Linked DNA regions of Mus musculus: region 2 is linked to region 1. A link is a contact called in public Hi-C data. All regions are on one chromosome and are shown on one strand. The core of a region is the stretch at or near the end of the contact, and the rest is flanking DNA. Distances in the headings are between cores, read along the strand shown. Region 1 overlaps Btbd16 (BTB (POZ) domain containing 16). Region 2 overlaps Dmbt1 (deleted in malignant brain tumors 1).

Evidence for each region. A called contact is a pair of places that touch in the nucleus more often than the background predicts.
Region 2: a contact with region 1 is called in a Hi-C map of embryonic stem cells, with 2.2 times the contacts expected there. The contact joins two enhancer-like sites. A contact is called at or near these places in 7 of 39 promoter capture datasets (the 3T3-L1 cell line, cranial neural crest, embryonic stem cells and 2 more), 40 of 484 Hi-C or Micro-C datasets (the 3T3-L1 cell line, the AML12 cell line, the C2C12 cell line and 23 more), 1 of 115 datasets of contacts at active chromatin or transcription factors (stem cell-derived neural progenitor cells) and 1 of 9 other capture datasets (adipose tissue).

The regions. Positions count from the first base shown.
Region 1 is chr7:130,817,929-130,822,002 of GRCm38.p6, forward strand. Btbd16 (BTB (POZ) domain containing 16) reads left to right here. Exons shown (of 16, transcript NM_001081038.2): 12 at 1,090-1,172; 13 at 2,510-2,587; 14 at 3,502-3,600. Among named protein-coding and RNA genes, the nearest start is that of Plekha1, 46 kb to the right of the region's middle. Within about 2 kb of position 1,968, at least 54 of the 459 cell types and tissues checked have an H3K27ac peak or open chromatin away from gene starts, as enhancers often do.
Region 2 is chr7:131,043,944-131,048,017 of GRCm38.p6, forward strand. It overlaps Dmbt1 (deleted in malignant brain tumors 1), which reads left to right. Exons shown (of 48, transcript NM_001347632.2): 6 at 550-579; 7 at 2,613-2,645. Among named protein-coding and RNA genes, the nearest start is that of Dmbt1, 14 kb to the left of the region's middle. Within about 2 kb of position 1,673, at least 14 of the 459 cell types and tissues checked have an H3K27ac peak or open chromatin away from gene starts, as enhancers often do.

The DNA of each region.
Region 1 (4,074 bases), core at 718-3,217:
CACAGCCCACGTAGCTGCTCCCTTTCGTCTATTCGCTAATGTAGGTTGATAATAATGTCAAGAGGATGCAAAAACCTTGGCAGTGTGCGGTGGATTGTTCAAAGGGAGAGGCCCTGCCTGGCCATCGATTCGACCTTCTGCTTTAACGTCATTTGCTGAGAACCATTTGCAGAGAGTTGTCCCTGCGGGATCCTGAGGACACGCTTCTCTTAAAGAATATAACCTAAGTGCTGTATTTGGGGTTTTTGCTTGTTTTAATGTGAGGCCTCACTACATAGTCTTGGCTGGCCTGGAGCTCAAAGGAGTAGAGTAGGTTGGTCTCAGACTCACAGATATCCTCCTGCCTCTGCCTCCCAAGTGCTGAGCTTAAACTTTACTGAACTAACTTAAACTTTAATAAACAAGATATAGCATGAGGAATTTCTTATCAAATTGAAATTTCCCTCCAGTTTGGACTGATTCACTTACTCCTTTTGAAGTGTCTTTGCAGTAAGTTGTGTGTGTGTGTGTGTTAGTGTATCCATGTGTATGTATATCCACATTCACATATATGTAAGCATACAAGCATGTGCATTTGTGTATTCGGGTAGAATTTGACATAAAGTGTCTTCCTCATGATTCTCCATCTTCTGTATTGAGGCAGAGTCTCTCACGGAACTTGGAGCTTGCCAGCTGGGTTGGTCTAGCTAGCCCGCTTGCTCCAGGGATCACCTGGCTCTGCCTCCTCAACCCTGGGACTACAGGTGTCTCTGTTCACTTAGACCTCCACTCCTCACACTTGCCTAGCAATACACTGCACGCTGGGGCTGGGCTATCTCCTTGGTCCTGTAAGTTGTTTTTCCTTTAAGAATAAATTTGGAAATATATATATATATATATATATATATATATATATATATATATACATACATGTATATATATATATATATCCATAGTGATTCTTAGGTCTTCCCATTTTATGAACGAACATTCAGAGGAATCTAGCCCTTGCTGTTGGCCTGATGTCTCCCCTTTTTCTTTCTGTAAGTCAGACATTTGAGGTTCTGTTATGAATAAGCCTGTAACCACTTCCTCTTGTGTTTCTCTCAGGCAAGGATCTGGAGGTGTTGAAGCACATTAATTTCTTCCCTGAGTCCTGGCTGGTCCGGGTTACAGCCAACCATTACCACGCAGTGAGTCGGCTTCTCAAGGGGACAATTAGCAAAATGTGTTGTGTCCTCAGCTTTGCTTTTTCTGGAGATACGTTCCTCATTTGAGATCTCTGGGCCTCTGAGGTCAGGGCTTATCTGGAGCCTCTTCCAGGGGAAGGGAAGGAGTGCGCTCCCACATGTCCTCTGAGCTGGAAACTTAGCCAGTCTAGATTTCTCCAGTCATATGTTCCTCCAAACCCAGGCCCTACTCGACACAAATATAAAGTGCTTATTATTGAAACTGTTGAAACTGTATAGAAAAGAAATCCCTTAAGGCTATCACCCTAAGACAATAGCTACAGTCAACACTTCTCTGTCTCTGCTGCCTTTCAATAGGGGCCACATTTTCATAGAATAGCTTATTTTCTGCCCTTTAACTCTTTGCTTATAGGAGATTCTCCACAATAGAAATGCATTATAACATATGTACTGTTTTGCTCCTGGTACATACTAATAAATGCTGGGACCAAATGACTCCGCCCCCAGCGAGAAATGCACTCATCCCACTGTACACACACTTGGCAGCATAGAGCATTTAGATTTCAAATCGCTTTTGTTCATCGAGGAGGAAACAAAGGCACTTCGTCTTTCAGTATGCATCTCCTTTATGACTGGCAAACATGAGTATTTCCCACGTGCCTGCTTTGTGGATTGTCCGTACAAACTGCCCTGCTTCTTGTACATTTCCAATGTCACGTTTTCAGAGATAAAGCAGGGCAGTGTTGGGAGTTCTGAGCACGCATGAGTCACGAGTTAAAATTCAGCCAGCTTCACAAGTCCTCATTGTGATGCTGGAACCAGCCCTCCGAGCACCCTGCTGCCTGCACATGTGAGGGTGACTCCACGGAAGGCCCTTGCTTCTCTAGGACATAACTCAGAACATCACTCCAAAAGCAGCCAAAGAGATTTACAGTGAGAAAGCTCCCAGCTCCATCTTCCCACCCACTGACCCTGCCTGACCCTTCTTTTCACCCCTGGCTGCAGCTCATGCCCCTGAGATCCACACTCCACTCTCCAGTCTTCTCCGTGGAATGTCGTGCAGGGGTCCAGCTCGTTGAATTTGTGACCATGATCATTCCCGTGAAGAGGCTATTGACATACGTACTTTATTCCCCTGGTCACATTGCCTAGCCATGTTTCCCCTCTCTTCTCTGCATCCTCTGGAAACACTGGGAATATAAACAGTACTTGGATATAGTAGGTTTGCAGTAAATGTCTGAAGACAGAACCATGGGGGGCTGGGGATCCAGGAGTGAATGGGAAGTGATGAGGGTGCTCCTGTCTACACCTCAGGTAAGCTCTGTGCATTTCCTTTCCAGCTGGAGAGCGGGGGCAACATGGTCCACCTGAAAGATCTTTCCACACAGGCCATGAGGTTCGGGCTGCTCTTTAGGCAGGTACTAAGAACTTGACCCAACCAAGGGGAAGGAAAGTCCCTTCTATGCAGAGAGAAAGAGCTCTGGGGTGGGTGGGGGCACCTATGGCCACTCTGTCCTCTGGTAGTAGAGCCAACAAAGCCCTAGGAAATCGAGTTCATAAGACAGAAGGGTGGAACAGACCAGTCAGCAATCTGATGTGTGTGGTCCAAGTTTTCCCTATAGAGTGACCAACAATAGCACTTTTCCCAGGATGGGAGAGATTTCCTGGGAGTTGAGAGTTTTTTTCCTAAAAGAGGAAAACATCTGGGGAAACCATGGGCTAGTCTCTCTCTCTCTCTCTCTCTCTCTCTCTCTCTCTCTCTCTCTCTATCTATCTATCTCTTGTCCTGCCTCACTCTGTTAGCAGGTTCAGTGAATCTCAGTCAAACCCTGGCTGGTCAAGGAGCTCGAGAGTGAGGCATCTCAGTGCTGAGTTGGGACAGGGTCTGGGGTTGGCGGCTGTGCCCTGTCTTGGGCTTGCAATAGACATGATTTTTTTAAGTGCTGCTATCTGACTTCTCAAAGGTAATTGGGGATCTTTAAAGAACTCATGTTGCAGGGACTTGGGACCTACACCTATCATCTGAGGGACTGATTCAGTACCTGGTTGCAATGACCCACCAAAGTAGCATGGCATGTCCATCCGATTGAAAATAAAAGTGCACTGTGGCATATAGGTGATTTAAGACCATATCTAACTCATTATTTCTCCCCCAAAGAATCATGCAAAATGATGATTAGAAATGTTGGAAGACATTAGCAGCTGTTTCTGAGCAGTGACAGGTTTTTGAACTAGTACCTCTGGTTGTCACTAGAGTTAACCTTGCTACATCCTGTCTTTGGATACTGATGGTATTCACCCATCCGCATTGCCAACCTTCTTTCCAATGTAGGAATACACCACTTACTCGGAAAGGATTTCTATATACGGATACTTCTTTGAGATAAAGGGAATCAAACACGACCCTACCTCTTACAGTTTTTCTATGCAGGTAAGAAGGTGCCCCTCTGAAACGGCCCCTCCATCTCCCGCCCACTGAGTCTCATGGCATTAGAAGGGACTGAAGAATCATTAGCTCATCATTCACACAGGCTGTGTCATAAGTGCTGTTCATAGTCACCTATGTGCTGCCATGTGATTTTCACAAGCAGCTGGGGAAGTTGGTACTGGTGGTAGATGAGGCTGTCAACTCTGAGGGACTTCACCTTCATGTCACGTGGCTTCTTGACAAAGCCAGGGTTCAGTCTGTGTGAACTGGGAGTCATATCATCATCAGTTTGTACATAGTGGCCAATACTTTGCCCATGGTCATTCTTTGAGGAAGTGACAGATAGCGCCTACAAGTAGCAGAGGAGAAGAGTCTGTCAAAGTGACACTGAAGGACAGCGTGTGTGACATCTGAGGAATCAGGTGAGAGAGTGAGGTTTCCTTATTATCTATGAGCCCTAAGGAGAGGATGAAGACA
Region 2 (4,074 bases), core at 423-2,922, 230 kb after region 1:
AGGTCTTGGATTCAGTCCTTCTGCAAGAAGCTCTGACTAGGAGACATGAAGAAGACTCAGGGATCTGTGGTCGGCAGATGATATGTAAGGATATCATGCCCTCTTCACACTTGGGCCAACTCTGGCTTGTCCCAAGCCGAATCAGAATTTAATGTTAGCAAGGTTGTAGGGCCACTTGTTTGCTATTGGTTTGTTTATTTACTTCTTTTTGAGACCCACAGAGCCCAGGCTAACTTCAGACTTGCTGATTTGGCAAGGGTCCCCTTGAACTCCTGATCCTCTTGTCTGTAGTTTCCGAGTTCTAGGATTCCAAAATGTTGCCACCATGTCCAGCTGTTTTTTTTTTTTTTTTACCACATTGGACATGATGTGTAGTTCACCTCTATGCCTAGACCTTGGGCATAGCCAAACTGAAACACTGATTCCCACCCCCACCCCCAACCTCTCAGAAGGCATGGCTGTGTAGTGCAGTTCAGGCTAAGTGTATCTTGTATGAGACCATCTCTACATGGTGGATCCAATTCTAAACTAAGCTTTTTCTTTATTAAGGCTGGTGGAATCCAGGAGGGACAAATAACGGTAAGGCCATCTCCTTCACTCTTGTTTCTGTCTTTGGGTTACTGATAGAATGGGGAGAGATTCTGAGTCCTGTTGCTGTGATCACACACTGGCCCTAAGCAACTTGGAGGAGGACAGGTCCGTTGGGCTTACAGGTCACCACCCATCACTGAGTGAAGCCAAGGCCAGTTCCTGAGGTTCCAGCTGGAGGCAGGAACTGAAGCAGAGGCCTTGGAGCAGCCCAGCTTACTGACTTTCTGGCTCATGCTTAGCTAGCGTCTTATACAGCGCAGGCTCACATTGCCCAAGGACAATGGGCTGGATTTCTCTGACAGTTATCGATCAAGAAAATCCATACAGACAGGGCTATAGTCAATCCTGTTCTGGGTAACTCCCAGATTGAGAGACCTGTACATGACTTAGCTGGGGTTCTGTTGACAATGGAGATAACGAGGACAAATGGCCAGCGCTGCTGCTGCTGCTGCTGCTGCTGCTGTGGCTCCTGCTGCTGCTGTTGCTGTTGCTCCTGCTGCTGCTGGTGGTAGTATTCCTGCTGGTGCTAGTGATGCATCTGCTGTCTGGAGGAATCCAACTGAATCGGTGGACACAGAAATCAGGGATGGAGTAGAGATGAGAGACATGGGTGTCACACTGCTGGGTAGACCCTACCAAGCCCCTCCTTTCCTCTTCATTCTTCTCTCTGCTCTTCAGTTATGTGATGGATGAAATTAACTTTAGCCTCCTGTCTGTAGGACTAATGAAAAACAGTCACTGATTCTTCCTTCCAAAATTAAAAATATTGCACATCATCAATGCTCAGCTATCACAGGTAGTATGTACTTTAACAGAACATACACATGTCGGGGAATCCAGAGGAAGGTTTTTGACCAACTTCTAGAAAGGGCCAAACCAAGGCCGGCAGTTCTCTAGGGGGAAACAATCGAGAGTGACCAGCAGAGGGCAGTAACATTGTGTCCTGCAGACCTGTGCCTTCTTTGGGAACACCTTGGAAGTTTCAGGTGTCCTTTGCCAATCCCCATAGCACCCTCTGAAGATCTGCAACAACAGCAACTGTCTGATCCTCTTACCTTGTCTCCACTTCCTCTCACTCTCAGACCACAGAGTTCTCACAACAACAGAGGAGCCACTGAAGGGTACACCCAGGATTGGCTCCTCCTGTCAGGAGGCTGAACCTGTTCTTTCCTGCTACCACACAGCTGCTGTCTGTTTCCTCTCACAACACAGCACAGATTCATGTGTGAGAGACTTAGAGCCAGCCCTCCACACAGAAGCCTGCTGCCTGCCCAGTCATGTGCATCCTTACAGTGGGAGAGCAGGCTGGAGGGCTGGAGAGAAGACTGCTGTTAGACGGACTCCATTGTAACCTTGACCCTGATGAAGATGGAGTGGATGCAGAAGCACTGTGTGTGTGTGTATGTGTGAGAGAGAGAGAGACAGAGACAGAGACAGAGAGAGCATATGTGTGTGTGTGTGTGTGTGTGTGTGTGTGTGTGTGTGCATGTGTTCCCATATCAATTGCTGGTTTAACCAGATAAACAATGTCACAGGAAACAGTGTGACTGTGGTGATCACCACCCACCTGAGAATGACCCTTAAAAGGAACATGGCCCTGCCAACAGCCACACTTGACTATTTATTCTGTCCTTCCACAGTAATCTCTGGAAGTCACCTCTTTTGCTAGTTGGATCCACTATCTCAGGACTGTTTTATTGATAACAAATGTTTATAATGAGAGGTTCTGCTTGAACTACAGAGATATCCAAATGACTTTTGAATACTTTGTGCCCACATTGGGGCTGTTGGTGAACCGGATAGTTTTTTGGAATGAATAGACAAAGAAGGAGAGTGAGGCCAGAAGATGCTCATGGTGACATGTCAGTAGCAAGTTAAAGAAGGATCAGTGTCAGATCCCACAATGCATTTCAGCATTTCTAGTGATGAAAGGCCTTTAGCACGGGAGACTGCAGCTCCTGCCTCTGGGTTCCTCAAGAGAAGACCAACACCCAATGAACTCTTCCTTTCTCATTTTGCAGATGTGTTCTATCCAACTGAACAAACCACAGCAGGTAAGTTGTTCTATGTTGTATCCCTGCGGCCTATTGTCCCCAGAACCCATAAGTTCACCTCTGACCCAGAAGATGGGCAGAAGGAAGAGCATGTGGAGTCCTTAGCTCCCAGTTAAATTTCCCAGTAAGGTCAAGCCTATAGCGGCATATATACCATGGATTATGGCTCTGAGTTGTGGAGGTTGGGGAGGATCAGCCAGAGGAGGCACCTTCAAGGGTCACCAAGGAGGTCTTGTTTGTAGGGATTCCATTGACCAGTCTCAGTGCCCAAGGTCCCCATGTTTCATCCACACCTTGGCCAGTGTAGGGAGCAGAATTACTGACTTCAGTGCCTGGAGAGGAAGTCAAAACTGCTTAGCTAATGCCCTGGTCATTTCCTTTCGTCTAAGCCCCTATAAAACTACTGTGGATGTCTCAGGCCAAAACCTTGAACATGAAATATCCTGTTCCATCTCTGAGTTCCTCCAATGAGCGGTGTTGGTGGCACATCAGTACAGTTTAGACTCTGAAGGCCTGGGCTTTGGGAAAGAAAAGCCCTTTCTTTTCTCCTTGGCATTTTTTGATCCTAGGACACAGCAAGAACTGTTTCCATAGCAGTGCCTCTGGCCAGCCCAGGGTTTGTAGGGAATCCAATTGGCCCAGTGTCAGGCATCACTTTTCCTCAGGCATGTGAGGTGTCCCAAGGATGAGGCTGGCTTTACTCTCACTAAAGTCATATTCCTTCCCAATATTCCACTCTGTTTATATCAGGAGCTGCTGTGTGGGTAGAGGTCAGTTCTTTCTGTATCCTGAGACCTTTGAAGGTTACGCAGAAGCTGGTTGCTTGGTGCCAGTTGAATAATACCTTCATATCTTCACTCCAATCCCTAGCACCAAGTCTACTCTTGAAGGCACTCTGTCCAAGAGCTAGGGCTCTTTTAAAGTAACTTAACCATATGTTTGAAGTTTCTGTCTCATTTAAAAGTGGCAGATTAGATTCATTTCAAAACCAGTAAAAAAACAATGAGAAAGGTCTCACACACACATGCACATACACACACACACACACACACACACTGAATCACACACATACTCTATTGTACTACTCAGGATGCTGAGTTAGTATGATCTTGAGTTTCACTCTAGCTTTAGGTACATCTAGACATACAGACCTAAAATAAAAAAACAACATTCACATACAAAATTGAGGCAAACAGTCATTCCACACATCTGCTAGTGCATAATATATTGATCTTCCAGCCAGTGTAATTTAAAAAGAATTAATTAGATGTGTACGTGTGAGAAAAAGTTTTGTACTTGTTCCCAAGATCTCAGTGCAAGTCCAATGTAGGCAAGTTAGAGCTAGGGTCTATGGGATATCCCTTTCTATAAAAATAGACTTTAGACTTGGAGGACTGAAGACTACATAGATTTCTCACTAGTGTCAAGT